3 separate regions of the Mus musculus genome follow, and regions 2 and 3 are each linked to region 1. A link is a contact called in public HiChIP or PLAC-seq data. All regions are on one chromosome and are shown on one strand. Each heading gives the region's core, a stretch centred on a gene start, on an enhancer-like site or on the middle of the called end of the contact. The rest is flanking DNA. Distances are from core to core; before and after follow the strand shown. Region 1 holds the start of Mif4gd (MIF4G domain containing). Region 2 holds the start of Otop3 (otopetrin 3). Region 3 holds the start of Trim47 (tripartite motif-containing 47).

Region 1 (2,700 bases), core at 154-2,653:
CATCTCTGTACATTCAAGGGTGCTGACTGCACCAAATGCAAAGCCTTTAAAGAGAAAGCAGTGTTCTCTTTCATGGGTACTTAAAGGCTTTATGATCTTAGATCTAACTCTGTGATTCATTCTCCAATCTACTGGCTTAAATGTGGTGAGAATTAGGTTGTGACTTACTTTCTGAGAGCCAAGAAGGGCTTGGGCACTGCCTGGCTCTGGGCTTCAGCCCCCAGTGCGGCTCTTACCCAAATGGAATATGCATGGGAACCTCAAGTCGGACTCTGGTAGCGTGCTGGATAGTTTTATGTCAACTTGACACAAAATAAGTGGTGGGTGGGAGGCTCACCTTTGAGCGCGGTCTTCAGCAGCTGCTGCGTCTCTGCATCAAAAGACTGGATTTTATAATCATCTCTACTGGCCTCGCTCATGACGGTCTAAGCCCGGCAGGTTTTCACTGGCCTGAAACTAAGGACAGCACCTGAGAAGCAAAGACGGTTGAGGCTTCAAGGGTGAATCACAAAGCTCCCGATTCTAGCCCTGTAGGCACTGGGCCGGGCAGACCAGGCCTTGGGACGGGTGGAACTGGACTTTCTGTCGCGTTCAGTGCTTGGCTGAGTGCCCACCAAACTTGGCTTCGGGTGGAGTAGTTGAGCACCAAGTGGCCACCTGCTGCTCAGCTGAAGGAAACCCAGGCTTCTGGGGTTACATCTGAGAAGTGAAGCGGGAATTCACCTACGGTCCCAGCGGGATCTGAGTTATCCCAGATCTGGGATCTGATACAGTCAGTATCAGGGTAAATTTCGGGGTGCAAATACTGAACTGGGTGTAAACGTCAGGCTCGCCTTTATCGTCTAGCACGGAGGACGCTGGCTCAGTCCAAGCCGCAGATCCTGATACCAGCAGGGCTCCGAGCCCCTCTCTCCCAGCGTTTCCAGTCCGTCCACCCCTGCAGCCGTTGGGCCAGGGCTGGCCCGCGCCTGCGTCTGGGGCGCCGCGCGGCGCGCGCCCGGCGTGGTACCGCGCGGCGGCGGCGGCGGCGGCGGCGGCGCCAGGGCGACTCGCTAGCGCCGCCTACCGGCCACGACTCGCCCTCGCCTCCGCACCCCGCCGCCGCCCCGGGCCGCTCCCTCGCTTGGCGCGGAGACGGATCGGCACCCGACAACTGCGACACCGCCACCGTCGCGCGCTGAAAGCTCACCGGCCCCTGTCCCCTTCCCACCCGGCGCACCTCCGCCTTGTTTCTGACCACGAAAGCCTCCGAGCGCTGGGCCGGACCCTCCCTGCGTTTTGCGTGAAGTTGTTGGTCTTGCCAGGTCGCACCCCGCGCCGGGGTCACCATATCCCTTGCCCCGCTCAGGTGAACTAGGTCAGACTCTCCCCGGCCGGGCAGCGTGGGAGGAGCTTCGGGAAGGCGTGGCCTATTCGGGGGGAGGGGCGTAGTCTTCTGGGGTTTGGCCGGTTAAAGCGGAGTGCAAGGGCTGGGGCACACTCTGGCAACTCCCTCTCCTGCCACTCACTGTAAAATAAGTTTTAAACCAAAGGAGCAGCCAAGATAAAGGGCCCTGGGTCTTTCCTAGGGGGAATCGGGAGCAACACTGCTGCGCACGAGGGACCAGGAGCCAAAGCTCTCAGCTGCTTTAAGAGTTTGCCACAGCGCTCAGGGTGATAGTACCAAAAAGCTCGAGAAGCTCCTGAGGGCGGGGAAATGAGGAGCACGGAATTTACGTCGATAAGACTTCTTAAAAAAAAAAAAAATCAGACAGCCGACCCTGAATCTTCCAGGTTAAGATAAAGGAGAAACAACATCCCACCACGCAGGGAGGCGCATTAAGACACAGGATGTTTTAAGTAGGGGAAGTGAACAACTCACAGGCTCCTGGAAGCCCCTCCCTACTAAGAATGTAAAAGCAGCGAGGATTGCCGAATTGCACTCAGACGAGCTAAGTGGCCTAAAAAGGCTCGAGCTAGCACACCCTGTGGAAACAGCAGCTTGAGCTGGGCTGCCCAGTGTACTCTTGAGACTGCTCCAGTTGACCTGAAGATAGGCTGGGACCAACTGAGCTGCCTGGAGGTCTCTCCAATCTGTTGGGCTGCCTGCAGACTGCACTGTGCTCCATGATCCCAGCTTTCATGAGTTCAGCAATGCTAGGCTGAGCTTTGGGTAATGTCCCTGTCTTTGAGTCATTTCTGCTCCTGTAACTCCCAATTGGACTTTGGTAATGTGCTGGATAGTTTTATGTCAAGTTGACACAAACTAAAGTCATTTGAAAGGAGGGAGCCTCAACTAAGAAAATGCCTCCATAAACTCCTACTGCCTGTGGAGCACTTTTGTAATTAGTCATTGATGGGGAAGGGCCCAGCCCATTGTGGATGGTGCCATCCTTGGACTGATGGTCCAGGCTGAGCAAGCCAGTAAGCAGCTCCCTCCATGACCTCCAGCTCCTGGCTCCAGGTTCCTGCCCTGCTTGAGTTCCTGTCCTGACTTCCTTTGGTGATGAACAGTGATGTGGAAGTGTAAGCTGAATAAACCCTTCCCTCTCCAACTTGCTTTTTGGTCATGGTGTTTATCATAGCAGTAGAAGAAACAAGTAGTATCCTTACAATGGTCTGCAGTCAGCTTCTCCTCTGGTATATAAATTTATTCACATCTCTCCAGCAATAGGGTCACAAAACACTTCTGCTGCTCCAAGCCCAGGAAGCCAACGGGCC
Region 2 (2,700 bases), core at 29-2,528, 280 kb before region 1:
GGATTGTTGCCAGCCATTATTACCCTCCTGTGCTATAGAATCACAGGAGGTAATCCTCCTGCCCGACTGAGCCTAACCCCATTAACCCTAAGCAGCAGTTTTCCTTCTCAGGAATGTGAGGGTCATGAGTATCACAGGAACATACTGTAGGAATAAGCAGGTGCCCCCAGCTTAACAGGAGCTGGGAGAGTCCTTACCTCCCTGGGCTCAGCTTGGGGTCCTAGAGGATGCTCTCCAAAGCCACAAGACTTCTGCACGGCCACAGCTGTGTACTGAGACGGAGGGAGGTGGGAGTAACACCAAAAGCTAGAGGGGTCAGAGTTGGTTTTGTGTTACATCGAGGTGGTTTTTTGTTTTTTTGTTTTTGAGACAGGGTCTCATGGAGGGCAGCTGGCTTCTGACTCCCTGTGTAGCCAAGGATGACCTTTAACTCCAGATGGCCATGCCCCACCCAAGTACCGGGATTGCTAGGGTGCATTGCTAAGCTTGTTTTGTTTATTTAAAATTTTTAAATTATATTTTAATGTGGTGCGTGCGTGTGCGTAGTGTATCAGTGGAAGTCAAAGGACAACCTGCAGCATCAATTCTCTCCCTTCACCTTATGGGTCCCAGGGATGGAACCCAGGTCATCAGGCTTGTTGGGTGCCTTTACACATCTCACAGGCCCGGGAGATTGGACGGAACCAGAAGGGAGGGAGAGCCAGGTGGGAGTGATGACATTTGGGGGTGAGAACAGGAGACATCGGCAAGAAGTCCATGATCTTTAAGGCTGTAAAGACTGATGGGGATATAAGGGAGAGAAAAAGGGGAGCCAAGAAGCAGACGACCAGAGAAGGTCCTGAGGACTACCTCCTCCCGTTCTGCCCCTGCCCCCCAAATCCTTAAACACCATCTCCCACCTTGGGTGTCTCCCACTCCAACTTCAGTTTCAATGTAAGACCAGGAGATGATTCTGAGAAGCCGCTTTGGTGCTCAATCAGCTAGACAGGGTGTAGAAAATATGTGACCTGGACCCGGAGAAGAGAGGTTCCCATTCACAGCTCAGCCGCCACAGGCAAGTATGGACTGAAGCCAGCTCGCTCTCTGTTCGGACCTGACGACTAGGCACCCCATTCCACTTGGGGGGCTGCCCCCACCCAGACCCTGCAGCCGGCGTCCGCCACGCCTCCTGCCACGCCCTCCCGCCTCTCTGCCTCGTCATTGGCTTCACGACTTGTGCCCGAGCCCCCACGGAGTAATTAACGAGGGATTAATGAGATTCCCAATGTCAACAGAAAAATCGATGGGCCTTGGAGCCCGAGCGGCGACTGCGCAGTCTCGCGGGGGGGTCGGAGGGAGGAAAGGGCGTCGAGGCATCTGTCTCAAGGCACCTGGGACCTTACCAAGACGGAGGATCCGCGCTGCAACCCAAGAGGTGGGGAGCCCGCGACCATGGCTTCGCAGACTTCAGGTAGGATTCCTTAGCTTGAGCTGGGATCTCCACCACCCCCTCCCCCCCCACCCCGAGCGCCCGAGGACAGCTGACTGAACCTTTCCTGGAAGCCCATCCTCACACTCACTGCTCCAAAGTGGGGGTTCATGAGTCAGGCGCTCCAAGGATTGGACAGGGCAGAGTGAGTGGGACGACCCTAAGCTCTTCCCTCTGTGTCACCCCAACTCTGGCTCTGCGCCTACATCCTTCTCCCTACCTCACCCCTGGGTTCAAGGGTCCTCACAGCTCAAAGAGGGTGCCCAGGCCTGAACGAAGTCAGAAACCTGGATATATAGTTGGCTAAAAGAATACTCAAGCTGCCTAGGCCTCCCCCAACCTGTTGCTCTGAACAAAATCCCGAAGTTTCCCTGCCAGTGCTTTGCAGCCTCCCTCGGAGCACCGGTCCCATGGCCCCGACGGTTCATCTCCTTTCTCATCTCCTTTCGTTGGCTGCCTCTGAACGCAGCCCATAAACCAGTTTGGTGTCTAGGACTTCTCTTGAACTGGCATCGTGCCAAGAGGCGTGCCAAGGGTGGCAGAGTTCTAGTTGGTTCCAAGTGCGTTCGTTCTAGCTCTTTTTTTCTGGACCCCTTGATGCTCACCCTAACACCTAGCATTGGCCCCCTTGATAACCGCTGGTAGAGCACTGAACCAAGGAACAGGGGAAACCACCAGAGTGCCCTTTGAAGGGAGAGGACCTGGAACTCGGTTCTCCACTGTCTCCACACTTCCAGTTCCCAAGGCCTGCAGTCTGAGCGAAAACTCCAACCCTTTAGTCCCTCTAGGATCTTGATCTATAGGAAGGTTCATGCACTTCTATCGGGCATGGCTCTTCGTGTATGTTCATGCATCAAATCGCTAAAGTCTGACAAAACTCTTGAGGGTAGGTATCATGTATCCATTCTTTTATTTATTCATTCAATAACTTGTCGGGCTGGAGATACAGCTCAGCGGTACTGCACTGGTCTAACATTCACAGAGTTGGGGTGAAGGGGGAGGTCGGGGGAGGGGATGTCGGGATGGGAACTAGATGGAGTGTGAGGGGGTGAAACAGAGAGAACCAGGCATTAGTGTTCCATAGTTGCTCATCCACTTCACTGAAAGGACTACAAAGGATCCAGACTACAAAAACTAAGTAGCTTAGCCAAGATCACAGAGATGCTAAATGCCATCTGGGCTCTTGATCAGTAGGGGGTGGGGAAGGAAGGACAGAATGTGAGGAGGAGGAG
Region 3 (2,700 bases), core at 62-2,561, 500 kb after region 1:
ATTCGGACAGAGGAGATCTGTGTGACCAGCCCAAACTCCGTCGCTCTCCTGGTGCCCGCCACACCCATACAAAGTGGCTGACTCAATTCAGGACGAATCTGAATTGAAGAGGGCATCAGCTACGGGGCCCCGCCCGCACCCAGCGACTCCTGACCCCCACGGCTTCTGAGGGCCTAATGCGGATCCCTCTCTCGCTTTACACTTACACTAATCTAGCTAAAGCGCTCTCTCTCTCTCTCTCTCTCTCTCTCTCTCTCTCTCTCTCTCTCTCTCTCGGCTTTTTGCCACTCTTTCATCTTACTAGTCCCTCCCGACTCTCTTTCCATCCACACCAGCCCCAGCAAATGACAGTGTAGACCGGAAGAGGTTGCAAAGATTCTCAGGCTAGAGGAGGAAACTAAGGCAGAGCCTATTGAGTCAGAGAGATGAAGCCCATGTAAAGGCAGGAGGAGAGAACCAACCCCACAAAGTTGCTTCCTTCATCTCCATGTGCACAGCCATAATGATAAAACAAATATATAACAGACACACCCGGATAAGAGTGAGGGACTAAATAGCTCTAGTGTCCCTCCTGTCACCCATCTCCACGTGTCGACTCAAGGTGCCCCACCTCCTGAAGCGCGCGCTCCTGCTCCAGCGGCACGAGCTCGTGGCCGCGATGGTCCTGAGTGGCACAGGCCTCGCAAAGGCACACACGCTCCACGCGACAGTAGCGCTCCAGAGGCCGCAGGTGGCGCGGACACAGGCTCTCCTCAAGTCGGCGCAGCGGGGGCACCAGGCGGTGGCCGCGCAGGGCGGGGCTGCGTTCGTGGGGGGCCAGATGCGCGGAGCAGAAGGAGGCGAGGCAGGAGAGGCAAGAGAGCGCGGCGGGCAGGGCGGCGCCCTCGGGGCACGCGTCGCAGCGCACCGGCTCCTCACCCGCGGGCCACTGCTCCGGCGCGCAGGGAGCCGATGGTTCCGGAGCCGGAGGTGGTGCGCTGGGCGCGGAGGGCTCGGGCGTGGCGCCCCGGGTCGATCCTGAAGCCGGGGCGGACATGGGTCCCGGGACCGAGCCCTGGCGGAGCTGCAGCAACTCGGACAGCGTGTGGTTCTTGCGGAGCTGCAGGCCGTCGGGGAAAGGCTCCTGACAAAGTGGACAGCGAGCTGGACCTCCGGAACCACCGGTGCCGCCCGCGCTCCGGTGCGGCCAGAGAGCGCCCAGGCAAGCGAGGCAGAAGTTGTGGCCGCAGGGTAGTGTCACCGGCTCCCGGAGCGGTTCCAGGCAGATGGGGCAGCTGAAAGGCCCGCTGCCGTCCATGGCTCCGCCGCTACCCGGGCACCGCCTGTGCTGCTCCCGCCTGGGAGGGACCTGGGACGGTTCGCGCCCGGCACCGCCCCTTGGGACCCTGGCCAAGGGTCCGGCCCCCTCCTACCCCTCCGCAGCTCTGCTCGCCCCAGCGCGGCTCGCCACCGCCGCACCCACCGGTCAGCAGACGCCGCGAGGCCGGCCAGCCCTCCAGGGGAGCACGACCCTCTTGAGACTTCTACCCAGCGTGGGCGGAGGCGGTGGGACTGCCAGAGGATTGTGAAAAGGAGAGGACCCGGAGCGAGAATGTGAGGGGATTCATGGGGAGGAGGCTGAGAGGACATTCGATCCTCCATCCTCTATCCTGGTCAGCCAGGTGCCATGGTGGGCGTGCACAGCCATGTAGCCAGCGCCTTTCCCTCCAGACCCCTCCCAGGTACAGTTAGCCAAGTTCCCTGAGTTGCTGACATACAGAAAAACTTACTGCTGGTATGTGTCTGTTTTGACCTCTTAGCGACTGTGTTTACCCGCGCTGGGGAACTTAGCCTTGTCTAGATCTGAAATGGGAAGCTGACATCACTTGACAAATCCCTTGTCTGAGGAATTTACTTCCGTTCATGGATACTCGCGGGTGCCTGTAGTTCCCCAAAAGGAGACACTGGTTAAGGCCTGCCCAACTATGCATTTAGAACAGTGCGTCTAGTTGCAAGGACTTGTGCTTGAGATTTAGTCTCTGTATGTAGCCCAGAGTGACCTAGAACTCTTCATCCTCCTGCCTCAGCCTCCTGAGTGCTGGGATCACAGGCTTATGGCTTCTTCGTGTTGTTTCTGGGATAGGTCTTTCTTACATAGCCTTGGTTAGCCCAGAGCTTATGTTGGCCTTGATTCCCATGCCTCCACTTCTCCAGTATTGAGATTCCAGGTGCAGGCCACCATGTCGGGTAAACTGACATTGTAATAATGCAATAATGTTAAGCTTTAAACTATGTAGAATCAAATTGTCAAAATTATTTTAGTAGTTATTTTATATGCGCACACTGTTGCTGTCTTCAGACACACCAGAAGAGGGCGCTGGATCCCATTACAGATGGTTGTGAGCTACCATGTGGTCAGTGCTCCTAACCGTTGAGCCATCTCTCCAGGCCCTTATTATTGTTATTATTATTATTATTATAGAGTGGAGCCCACAGTTGGTAAAGTGTAAGGGCCTGAGTTAGATTCTAGCCCCTGGTTAAAGGCTGAGCATGGTGTCCAAAACCAAACGAATAAACAAAGTGGGTGGAATAGTGTTGTTACAACCCTCGATAAAAAAATAAGCATCCATGTGCCCATGTGATAGTTACCTGTAACTATCAGCAGAATCCCAAATAATTCCTGTAGGCTCTCCAAAGTGACTCCTTGTCTGTGTGCTAAGC

The links. HiChIP or PLAC-seq counts read pairs in DNA pulled down with a chosen protein or histone mark.
Region 2: a FOXA1 HiChIP or PLAC-seq map of pancreatic cancer cells shows a contact between it and region 1. The contact joins the promoter of Otop3 here to the promoter of Mif4gd in region 1. A contact is called at or near these places in 1 of 484 Hi-C or Micro-C datasets (embryonic stem cells), 2 of 115 datasets of contacts at active chromatin or transcription factors (large pre-B cells and pancreatic cancer cells) and 1 of 9 other capture datasets (adipose tissue).
Region 3: a contact with region 1 is called in an HNF4G HiChIP or PLAC-seq map of pancreatic cancer cells. The contact joins the promoter of Trim47 here to the promoter of Mif4gd in region 1. A contact is called at or near these places in 1 of 115 datasets of contacts at active chromatin or transcription factors (pancreatic cancer cells) and 3 of 9 other capture datasets (adipose tissue, liver and pancreatic islet).

Annotation. Positions count from the first base shown.
Region 1 is chr11:115,611,566-115,614,265 of GRCm38.p6, forward strand. Mif4gd (MIF4G domain containing) reads right to left here and starts at 1,404. Exons shown (of 6, transcript NM_001243584.1): 1 at 1,220-1,404; 2 at 338-469. The coding sequence starts at 419. Slc25a19 (solute carrier family 25 (mitochondrial thiamine pyrophosphate carrier), member 19) reads right to left here. Exons shown (of 7, transcript NM_026071.3): 7 at 2,616-2,700.
Region 2 is chr11:115,333,453-115,336,152 of GRCm38.p6, forward strand. Otop3 (otopetrin 3) reads left to right here and starts at 1,279. Exons shown (of 7, transcript NM_001347647.1): 1 at 1,279-1,450. The coding sequence starts at 1,432. It also overlaps a transcript of Ush1g not described here.
Region 3 is chr11:116,108,924-116,111,623 of GRCm38.p6, forward strand. It overlaps Trim47 (tripartite motif-containing 47), which reads right to left and starts at 1,312. Exons shown (of 6, transcript NM_172570.5): 1 at 611-1,312. The coding sequence starts at 1,297.